Regions from separate parts of the Mus musculus genome. Here region 1 is linked to region 2. The links are chromatin contacts, called in public Hi-C maps. All regions are on one chromosome and are shown on one strand. Each heading gives the region's core, a stretch centred on a gene start, on an enhancer-like site or on the middle of the called end of the contact. The rest is flanking DNA. Distances are from core to core; before and after follow the strand shown. Region 1 overlaps Ush2a (usherin). Region 2 holds the start of Esrrg (estrogen-related receptor gamma).

The links. A called contact is a pair of places that touch in the nucleus more often than the background predicts.
Region 1: a Hi-C map of cerebellum shows a contact between it and region 2, with 2.1 times the contacts expected there. The contact joins the enhancer-like site here to the promoter of Esrrg in region 2. A contact is called at or near these places in 4 of 484 Hi-C or Micro-C datasets (cerebellar granule neurons, cerebellum, cortical neurons and 1 more) and 1 of 115 datasets of contacts at active chromatin or transcription factors (embryonic hindbrain).

Annotation. Positions count from the first base shown.
Region 1 is chr1:188,723,510-188,728,896 of GRCm38.p6, reverse strand. Ush2a (usherin) reads right to left here. Exons shown (of 71, transcript NM_021408.3): 40 at 158-786. Among named protein-coding and RNA genes, the nearest start is that of Gm25269, 34 kb to the left of the region's middle. Within about 2 kb of position 3,591, at least 2 of the 459 cell types and tissues checked have an H3K27ac peak or open chromatin away from gene starts, as enhancers often do. A contact at or near this core is called in cerebellum, where this site is marked.
Region 2 is chr1:187,995,771-188,001,195 of GRCm38.p6, reverse strand. Esrrg (estrogen-related receptor gamma) reads right to left here and starts at 3,369. Exons shown (of 7, transcript NM_011935.3): 1 at 3,144-3,369. The coding sequence starts at 3,199.

The DNA of each region.
Region 1 (5,387 bases), core at 2,342-4,841, 730 kb before region 2:
TGGGCTAAAGGCCAAAAGCCCAGTTTCTGCAGCAAATGCCTAAGAGAACAAATGCGGTGGTCTTGTCAGTAGATGGCTCTGTTCAACACAGAGAGCAGCCAGGGTAAGTTCACATGTCTGTAGGTTTACAGAGAAGCCAAAACACTGGGTACCTTACCTCGACTGTATCTGGTGCCAGCACACGCACTGTGGGTGGCTGTACTCCGGAAGGCCGACAGGGTCTTGTGGTCACTTCTACCCAAGCACTGCTGTTTGTGCCCCCATCAAGAGTGCTCCCCAGAACCCGGTATTCATAGCGTGTCCAAGGGCGGAGGGCAGGATCATTATCAATAAACTTCATGGCTTGACTTCTTGCCAGGGTCACCAGGTTCCTAACTTCCTTTTTCCCTTTGACTCGTCTCTCGATTGTAACGTTCTCAACCAAGAGATCCAGGTGTGCCGAGGGTTGCCAAGTTACTATGATTGATGTTGGAGTGTATGGGAACAACTGTGGGCTTGGGATGCCTTCTGGATTTCCTGGGAGTGTCCACACAGTCTCAGACGATGGTGACTTAGAGCACCCTTGGGAGGTGCAGGCTTCTACCTGGAAGTGATAGGCCTTGTAAGGATGCAGAGGGACCACAGTATAGTTAGTGACTCGTCCAGAGACTGTTAAGTAGAGACGGCCATGCAGGTAGATGTTATAATGGGTAATGGCCCCATTGCACTTTGCAGGCTGCCTCCAGATGACCGACAACATCCTAGCTTTCACATTGATAAGAATTGGAGCATCTATAGGTCCAGGCTCTAGAAAGAAGAACACAGCCAGGAAGTCATGGACTTACAAACTTCCCACAGACTCTCCACAATAAAACTCAAATGAACGAGTACTCAGTAGAGACAAGAGACAAACAGGTAAAGGGTAAGAAGACAGGCATGACTGTCCTACTCAACATGGGTAGTGAAATCCTTGCTGAATATTTCTAAGGTTGTTCTTTCTTTCCTAACAGAGATCCATCAAAATAATTTCTTTTGATTAAAGCAATTGCTGAAAAATATCATAAAGATTATTTTCATGTTTGTGTTTGGTCTTTAAAATCAAGGTGTTAGAAGAGAAATGTACAAGCTGACAGTTTAACAAAAGTTCTGGCTTTGGCCATGGTTTGCTCCCTGGTACCAATTACATCCAACAATGCTGTTCTAACAGCCCTGAGAGTTTGCAACCCAGAGAAACCCTCCAGCATCTTCATTACCCATTCCATATGATGCTGCTTCTGTTTATCATGCTAATCCATGTTTTGCGATTTATCTACTCCCTGTTAATATTATCGGTGATTTTTTTTTTCTGCGCCTGTGACAGAGCTGAGGATGATCTAGCTCCTTCACCTACAGATAAATAAACAATGCACAGATCTGACCTTTAGGTTAACAGGTTTTGCGACTGCTCCACTCAGCCCTCTAACTGATTCAATTATCATAAAGGTTCGGGAGGCCCCATGAATACTGAAAAAGGCCCACCATATGCCTGCAGAGGTGGCGGGGGGCAGCAAGCTCTCTGCAGCCCTCCAGAGAAATTCCTTAATTGTAAATAATTTCACCATGCGACACAATCAAGTCACCTTGAATGCGAATCCCCTCAGCCCGAGCTGGCAAAGTGTTATTTAAGCTTTACTGGGCTGCGTTAAATTCTGCAATTTGAAGGGCTGTTAAGTTTTTCAATTGAAATTTCATTTAAAATGCAGGTGCTTTTTATTATATTGCGGCTTTACTGCTCTCTAGGTACAAGCAGGAACATGGCGCAATAACACAAATCTGGCTCAATCACTGATCAGTAACAGCTGTAATTCCAGGACATTTAGCATTCTTATAAACCATGGCCTGAGATCTATAAATTGCTACAACAGATCAAAAAAAAAAAAAAAAAAAAAAAAAAAAAAAAAAAAAAAAAAAAAAACTATAGCCCTCTTTTCTGCCCACAGCAATTTTGACATTTATGAGATTTTTTTTTCTGTGAACATTAGATTTTATTGAAAATCTTTTAAAAAGATATAGTTGGATTTAGTAATTGTTTAAAACAGCATTGATTTGAGTGTGAATGTGTGATTCAGTGTCCCACCGAGGTCTATGTGTTAAAGCAGCCACAGACTTGTGAAGCCAGTGGCTGTGATAATAGCTAGTTAAAGGGTGTTTTCAAACAGAGTGGCCCACGTTTTAGTCACCAACTGGACTCATGGTACAATCCTAATTCGTCTTTTGAAGGGACCCGACATCAAACCATTTTTGTGACATTTGTGACAATTTGGTCACAAGTCCTTTGTGGAGAGAGAAATCCTGGTGTCCTAGTGATGTTGGTGCGGGAATTCCCCAGGCTGCTCTGTTGTTGCCTTCTATTTGAAAGCCATCTGAATGCCTCGGTGACATTTCTTCTCACCTCTCCAGTACACAGGTACCGAAGCAATTATCATACCAACATGGGGATAAGGCTCTTTCTTAGCCAGGCATGTCATGTACAGTTAGCTATTTCCCAGAGAAGAGTAAGTGAGACTCTCGCAAACTATGAATATTGTTTTGCAATCTTAAAAAAAAAATTCCTCTGATATGGGAGCTTGTAAGATCGATGGTGGAGATTCAAGCCTTCAGTCTAACCCTATCTCGCCCCCTCTCCCCAGTGAAGAATCAGATACACTTAAAAATCGGAATGTTTCTGAGCAGGTTTTCATCAGGGTCTCACATAATTATTCCCTCCTCTGTGAGCTATCAAGCCATGAGCTTCTTCAGGGAAAAGTACCAACAAGGATGTAGTTTGTTCTCTGTGATGAGAATAAAGCCTTTTATTTCTCTGGAAGATGCTGATGTGCGATAGGTAAAACATCCATGATAATGAGCCCAACTCGCACTTCAAACTCCCACAGAACACAGCCCTTCCTTAAAGACCTCTTATCTTGGGAAGAGGGGACATTCAATTTCAATTTCATGATCCCCGCTCCCCAAAGCCTGCATACATTTTATTAGCGTCTCTCTTGGGGAGGCTGAGTACAGTCCCTGCTTCCACTGCAGAAGGGTCCTTTAAAGCAGCTTGGAGAGAAACAGACTTGGCTTAATTAGCTCCTTTGGCTAGGGAAGTGTTAAAACCTGACTTCTGGCACTCTTTCAATTTCGTGCTTTAAAATGATAAGCAGGATCATCTAATTCTATATACAAATCAACTGTCCTGCTACTGCTCCGTTGAAAGGGTCACCACAATTATGTAAAACATGAGTAATAACTGTAATTGGGGTAGTTGGCTAATACAATAAAAAGCCGTGAACACGGCGAGAGTTACGCTCACCGCAGTAGCTATCACTTTCTAAAGTAAGAATTCATGGGTGAAGTGACATGAAAAAGATGGTTATAAAATTTTAATGGAATGATAAAAGGCAAAAGTCAGCCTCTCAGCTGAATTCGTAAAATCCTTATACATCACAATCAGACCCTTAACTGTAAAATCAATGTGGAATATAACACGTTGTCAATGCCGCTGTCACTCGAGGGGAGATGAGGAAATCTGACAGGCTCACAGCTCAGCTACCCAGTGATGAAGATACAAGGGAGCAGCTCTCTCCAGCGGGCGTAATTGTTTAGAGAGCATCCCCCCCTGGAGCCAGGGACAGGAGCCTCCTCTCTGGTCAAATCACAGACTCCTGGTTCCGATGAGCTCGTCTTGGCATTAATAACTGAAAGCAGTCTTATTTTGGCAAGTTACATGATCTTAGTGGGAAACTGCTTGGCTCACTGGCCAGGTTCTGCCCCAGCCTAACAGAAAGTCATGACCTTGTTAAGAAAGGGGCATGGGTCTTTTCACAATAATCTCGGGGGTGTGTGATGGAGGGGTGTGTGTGCATAGGTCCAACACTATCAATGGCTCCCGACTTGAGGGTGCACACGGTCTTCAGTGGTTTAGGATGAGAAGGCTTGTACACTTGTTTGCTATGGAGTTCGCAACGATGGCCGCGGTTTTCCTGTTACATTCTCAAATGCCCTCAAGCTAATATTTTAGCATTCTCATAGAGAGAACCACACTGAGTTTAAAAACTCTTTCCAGTAAAATTAACTCCTAAGTGAATAACCCCTAAATTTGCCAGTGAATTAAAAACCATGGGGGTCGTATACAGATGGCCCTTAGACAAATATACATCACACACCAGTTGTTAAGATAGCCACAATATTCACCAGCAATGTGTTAGCTAGAATGGCAGCCTCTGTCTCCTCTTTAATCATGAATTCTTTCATCAATTTATTATTTATACCCAACAACTTCCTCCAAAGAATTTTTGACAGCTATAATGAAAGAGCCAAGTGCAGGAAGACCAATAGAATAAAGAGAAAGAAATACTCATGTTGCAATAATGTAGCTGGTATCACGTCTGTACCCCTAAAACAAATACGCAAAACTCGAGCTGCAGACTTGCACATGGTCCACTCTCAGCTTTCTGACAAGTGACTCGGGTGGGGAACTCCAGCAGGAGGTTCCTCGAGCTAATGAAGGAGCAGCAGCCTTCTAGCTACCATTGGGAGTAGAAAGGGCTGTGCTGTAGAGTCTGCAGGGAAGAAAGCAACTCCCGAGGACCTTCCGTTCCTCGTTCTCCTGAGACTAGGCTGCGTGGAGGTCAGGAGGGATGGCTGGCTATCTAGAACAGGGGCATAGGATGAGGTGAACAGCAGCGAGTGCTTCCATGGACAATCTTGGATTGCAGAGAAAATGTGCTTTGCTGACATGAGAAAGGCCCATGCTGTAGATATCTGTCAGAAAGGCAGCTATCCATGTAGACTCGGCTGTACCTGGGTTAACACAGGCAGCTCTGCTCATAGGGCTCTTTCCTGACACTCCTGCCTACCCCCGACGTACACTGGCTGCTCTTCTAGACCATGCCCATCTTTTATAGGCTCTTATTTAATCAACCTTGGAAAGGTATTATTTTGGGGAGGATTATGATTAGAATGAGATAGCATTACTATAAGAATCTACATAGGGTTTTAGTATTCTAGAATGTTCCAGATAGTGCATGTAACAATCTATTTAAAATGATTACACAAACACCCACCTTTGTTTATGGTCAGCAGTTCTCAGGCGCTTGAACTCTCTAAGAAGATTGGAGAAAGTTTAACCCTGGCTGTTTAAGCCCTGTATGTGGTAGTTACCAAATTATCATCTTACAATGTCCACTGAGAACTTCCAAACATGAATAGTCTGTTTTTTTTTTTTCAGAACAAAAATGCTTATTAAAAATATTTTGAGAACATTTCAAATATAGCATAATTTAAATGCCAGAATAAACATAAAGTTACTGCCAGGTGTCTGATATAGAATGGGCTCTCAGTAAAGATGAACCCATAGCAATAGGGCAAGTGTGATAAAAATTACTTATTAA
Region 2 (5,425 bases), core at 2,120-4,619:
TTGCTGCTGGCTGTCATTTCCAGAGATTTACCGAGAGATTGTCCGAAGACCCTACCTACACCACCTACCTTGAGGGCTGCAGGTGTTTGCAACAGATTTATAGAGAAGGATCAAGACAGAAAGTAGAGTTCCAAGTCTGGAGTCTGGGTATTCTACCTCAGAAAAATAAACTTAAAGTATCTCTTGATGACTCTCAAATTCTATGGTATCTAAAGGAACTTAGGGCAGGCTCCTATTTTTCCTTTAAAAAAAAATATATATATATATATATAGTAACCATATCCATTATGATTTAGGCTTTTGTTGTAGCTGTGGTTATATACAGAATTCTTTCTTATTTTTATTCTTCATATTTCCCCATGATAGTATTACTTTGGAAGAAGTCTGTCTCAATTCAGGTTAGCTTTTCCTAAGAATGCATGAGTCAGAGGGGAAAATAAAAATCAACACCCTAAAACAGACAGAGGAAAGCATACACAATAAAATGCACATCGCTCTGCGCAGAGATCCTTAAAAACACAAAACTGTTCAATGTTCACTGTCTGGATTTCAATGATCAAAGCTGATATTTCCTAAACTGCCACCTCCCCTCCCTGTCGGTTTTGGAGTGTTTCAATTGCCTTCTTCCAACAGCTGTGACAACTGTTAAAACAGTCAGTAAAATTAAGTCCGCTCTATAATCCTGTAGTCAATGTTACATTTTAATCAGAGGTTGAAAGGGATTCGTGAGAGGAGCGCACTCATTTAGAATGATTACACAGACACATATGTCAAAACCAGCAGATACTTATTTCCGTCTATTTATGTTATCAGCTATTACTGCTATTCAATGCGAAACAAGCGTTACAGCATTGTGCTCTTGAAAGTGCTGGCGCCTTTCCGAAAAAAAAAATGTATGTACTTACATAGTTAAAGGTTAACATTTTAAGCTCTCTTAATGGTGGTCAATAAATTGCATGAATCTTTTTAACAGCCTCCCAAGCAGAAATGGTCCAATATTTTCCTTGGAAACTGCATAACTCAGGTTTCATTTCTGTGTATACACACGTGATGGGGTTGAAACCAGCACAATTACTATGAATATTAATAGCATGTATAAATTCTGTGGTTTATTAATTGAGACAGAGAGGCAGATGCATTCATTGCTCAGCCCTGGATCTTTCCGTCTGTCCAGTGAACCACGTAACCGCCACAACTGCACCCACACAATAAATCTGTGTTTTTAAAAGATGACTTTTAATTGAGCCAGAAAGAAAGAAAGAAAGAAAGAAAGAAAGAAAGAAAGAAAGAAAGAAAGAAAGAAAGAGAGAGAGAAAGAAAGAAAGAGAGAGAGAGAGAGAAAAGCTAGTTTGAATCTTGCGCCAACGCCAAAAGGACATGTGCCCTGCTTTCATTTAAATGCATCTGCTCTAAGAGGCTTATCTAAACTAATTATTCAAATTAGGTATAAGAAGTTAAATGCAAGGAAACTCCTTTTTCCATGAACCCTTTGGAGAAATATTTAAAGTTTGCTTTATTTATTTATTTGGGAGGCAAAGTTCAGACTCCGAGTGAGCATGAGGCTTTCTCACTGACATGAAGACATTTCTCATTCTCCCATTCCATAGCCCAGGTGCACCGTGCTGGACTGGGCCGTCTTACCTTTGTTTGTATTTCATTTTTATTCTTGAGCATTTTAAGGTTGGCTCTTGCTCAAGTGTTTCAAACAGATGCAAAGACAGCCTCTCGGTGTTTCGGATCCTAGTCTTCTCTTGTGAGAGTGTGCGCTCTCTCTCTCTCTCTCTCTCTCTCTCTCTCTCACACACACACACACACACACACACACACACACACACACACACACACAGACTCAAACACACACAGGCAGCCAGAGACTACAAGCCACTTCTAGGTCCTGCTTGATTATGATGCAAAGCAAAGGGCAGTGGCTGAGGACAGCTAGTGGACTTCTACCACCAGCACACTGCCCCAGCGCTCAGAGTTCTGTTTTCTTCACAGTCTCCCAAGAGAAAGGTTTGCCAAGAGCACTCTTTTAAAAATTATAACAGTTGCTATTACTGTAATGCAAAAGCAATATAACTGACTCAACAGAAATCAAGAGACCAGTGTCAGCTTCCGTGGTCCATGGATATTTTATCTTAACAGTGGGTTGAAGTTAAGTTTATGACCTCTTCATTTACACAAAAGAGTCCAATTTGCTTTTCCTACCCCTACCCTGGACCTTTAATGATCTAAATATATAGAATATCCAAGAAGGTATTCATAAATATCAGTGAACTGGGTTTAAAGAAATTATATATATATGTATATATAATTGTATGTATATATATATATACATATATATACATATATATATATACATACATATATATATGTATATATAATTGTATATATATATATATATATATATATATAACCAAGTTCAGGACCTGCACATTGTCTATTTAAGAGAAGATTTTTTTTTGAAAAGTCTCTACTGTTTCTTCTTCAGTTTTCTCCCCTTTAAATATTTATAATGTGTGAAAATCTCATGTTACTTAATGGACTGATTTGCCAGTTAAGTACTGAGTTAATGCTAACCACACAAATACCATTACGCTGGCTCGGAGCAGCACGGGGCTAGTTGCTAAATTGTCCTCTGAAGGAGAATTAATAAATGTACAATTTTGCCTCTAACTCTGCGCAGTAAAGGGTGACAGGGAGTTTCAAATATCTGTCAAACTGCAAATACATAAGAGGCACTCAGTAGTATAAATCATTTTGAATATTGTATTTTAAAACATCTTTCCTGGGGAAAATGGATCTGGGTAAAAGATGCATTTTAACAGTTCACTGAGCAATGGTGCCCAGCGCCTATTCTTAGCACCTGAAAGAGAAGTGACTGTCACCCAGCTGTTTTAGTGACAGTCACAGAGCTGCCTCAAAGGTAACACAGTAGTCGGAGAACAATTCCCCACTTACTGAATTAGGAGATCACCCTCCACACAAAAGGCACCAGACAGACACCATCACGCACCCACACGCACCAAACACCCAGGTCACTACGTTGATCCGCGTGCACACACGCTGCCCGGTCCACTCTCCCGCACACACGCACCCCCACGCCGAGTTGCAAAGGAAAGAAAAAAAAAAGAGGTACCTACTCTTCTTCGTAGTGCAGGGAAAAAGATTCAGGCAGGCAAAGTTCTACCGAATCCATGTGCGCCCGACAACCATTATTTGTGCACCCCACCTATAAATCAAAGTTTCCTTGACAGAGCCCGGTGCAATTAACACACGCGTTCTCCTGGTGACAGGCCCATAGGCACGGCCAGTTGGGACCGAGGCTCGCACACTCTCTCCTAATCAAGGACTTAAAGCCCCGATTGGAGCTTATTAATATGAAGTAGGGCTTTACATATGCAGTCCCACCGGCCCAGGAGCGCCTCTGATTGGGGGGCCGCTGCCCAATCAGGAGGGAGGCGACGCGAGCCGCCCGAGCCGCAGCCTGCAGGTAGGCAGGGCGAACGCCTGCCCGGAGCACGGTGGGCAAAGCTGCAGCCGGCTGCAAAAGCCCCAGCGATCCGCAGCTTCCCCCTTATTATTCTTTTAATTCCTACCCTCACACACCCCTGAGAAGCTTTTTTTTTTAAGGGAACGAAAGAAAGAAAGGGGAAAATATCAAGCGTAACTAACTTAACTCACTCTACGCTGAAGAGATTTATGGTTGGTTTTTCTAACCTCAGACCTATTTTGTTTTTGCAAAGAACTCATGCCAATTCGATAGATTTGGCCGAAGGATTCTGCGGAAGGTGGTGAAGGAAGTTTATCTGGCCTTATTCTGTGTACTGAGTTCTCAACCCCGGGGACGGCTGCGTTTTACTTATTTATTATTATTATTATTATTATTATTATTATTATTATTATTATTATTATTATATTATTGCTGCGTGTGTTCTACTGTCTCCTTAACTTCTACCAATACCTTTCCTTGCTGTGTCCTGATATAAAGAACATTTAAAAATAAAATACGACTTTCTTCGACATGGTTTCAGCCTAAGGACTGGTCGACCCCTCTGGGGTGGAAGTTAGCAACACAGAAGTACAGAAGAGTGCGCGGATACTGTTGGAGAGAGAGGGCCTGTGCTTCTGTGGGTAATTCATTCTCTCTCTCTCTCTCTCTCTCTCTCTCTCTCTCTCTCTCTCTCTCTCTCTCTCCTCTCTCTCTCTGATATATGAGGCACAGCCATTCACAACAAAGGTAAACAATTCAGGCTGCACTGTCTGCTTCGCTGCTTCACTTTCAGGTTTGGGCTGAAGACTGAGGGCAGGGACAGGGAGCGGCAACAAGAGCCTTGAATATCAGTGTACTTTGCGCAAAATCAACAGACATTTGTTTTTTTTTTGTTTTTTTTTTTTTGTTTTTTTGTGGCAAGAACATGAAGCAGTGCACTGAAAGTATCCTGAAGCATGTATCTATTTCAATACACGAGACATATTCATGTATGTGAATATTTATATTTATATTCATATTTACATGTGAATATAAACAAAACTATATGTAGATATGATTTTATCCAAAATATTTGGCACTGAGGTAAAGCACATCTTCTACACATAGCACATCTGGCTTGTTTTAAAAAATTAACTCAGGAATATTTTGTATATTGCCCCTCAGCCTGGCCTACAAGAAGCAGTTTCAGACAGATAATAATAGACAAAAATTATGGTGACTCAGTCAAAGGTGTAAGAAACAATGTAAGAGAAAAACACTATTTTTCCTGTTACAATAGTGTAGGGGCTGCTTCTAATTCTCATATAAAAAGGAATTTCTTGTGCTCTATTTTAAACTATAGGCGATATATATATATATATATATATACATATATATATATATATATATATATATATATATATATATATATATACTAGCAAATGCACATTTGAAAGAGATAGCAGCTATTTCTAGCAAAGAGTTATCTTCTACCTCCTGGGAAGTGGAAGACCCAGGCTGTTGACAGAATTCAGCTCTCTTGCTTACTAGCCTCCTGCATTTGAAGTCTTACCGGGTAGGAATAGGATCATCTCTGTGATCAAAATAAGACAGCTCTGATATTCAGTGTGTGTTAAATTCACCACATCAGAGCTTAACTCTCCCAACCCTCTCAGAGTTTCTAGGTCTTTAAGAAACAAAACACTAAAATAGAACGTCCACATTAAAATTCAGGATGTAAAAATGACAGGCACGATTTTGTCACACACACACCCCCTACACCATGTATTGAGCTATATCCAAGATAGGCATCTGATTCCTTCCATGTGTGTTTTAAATGTACACAAGCGTCTAGAACCAGGACTTACACAGAAGAAGAAGAAGAAAAAAGACTGTGCTTAAGAATACTGTATAAAAACAGGTAGTAAAAGCTTAATTGCCAGTAGCATTATG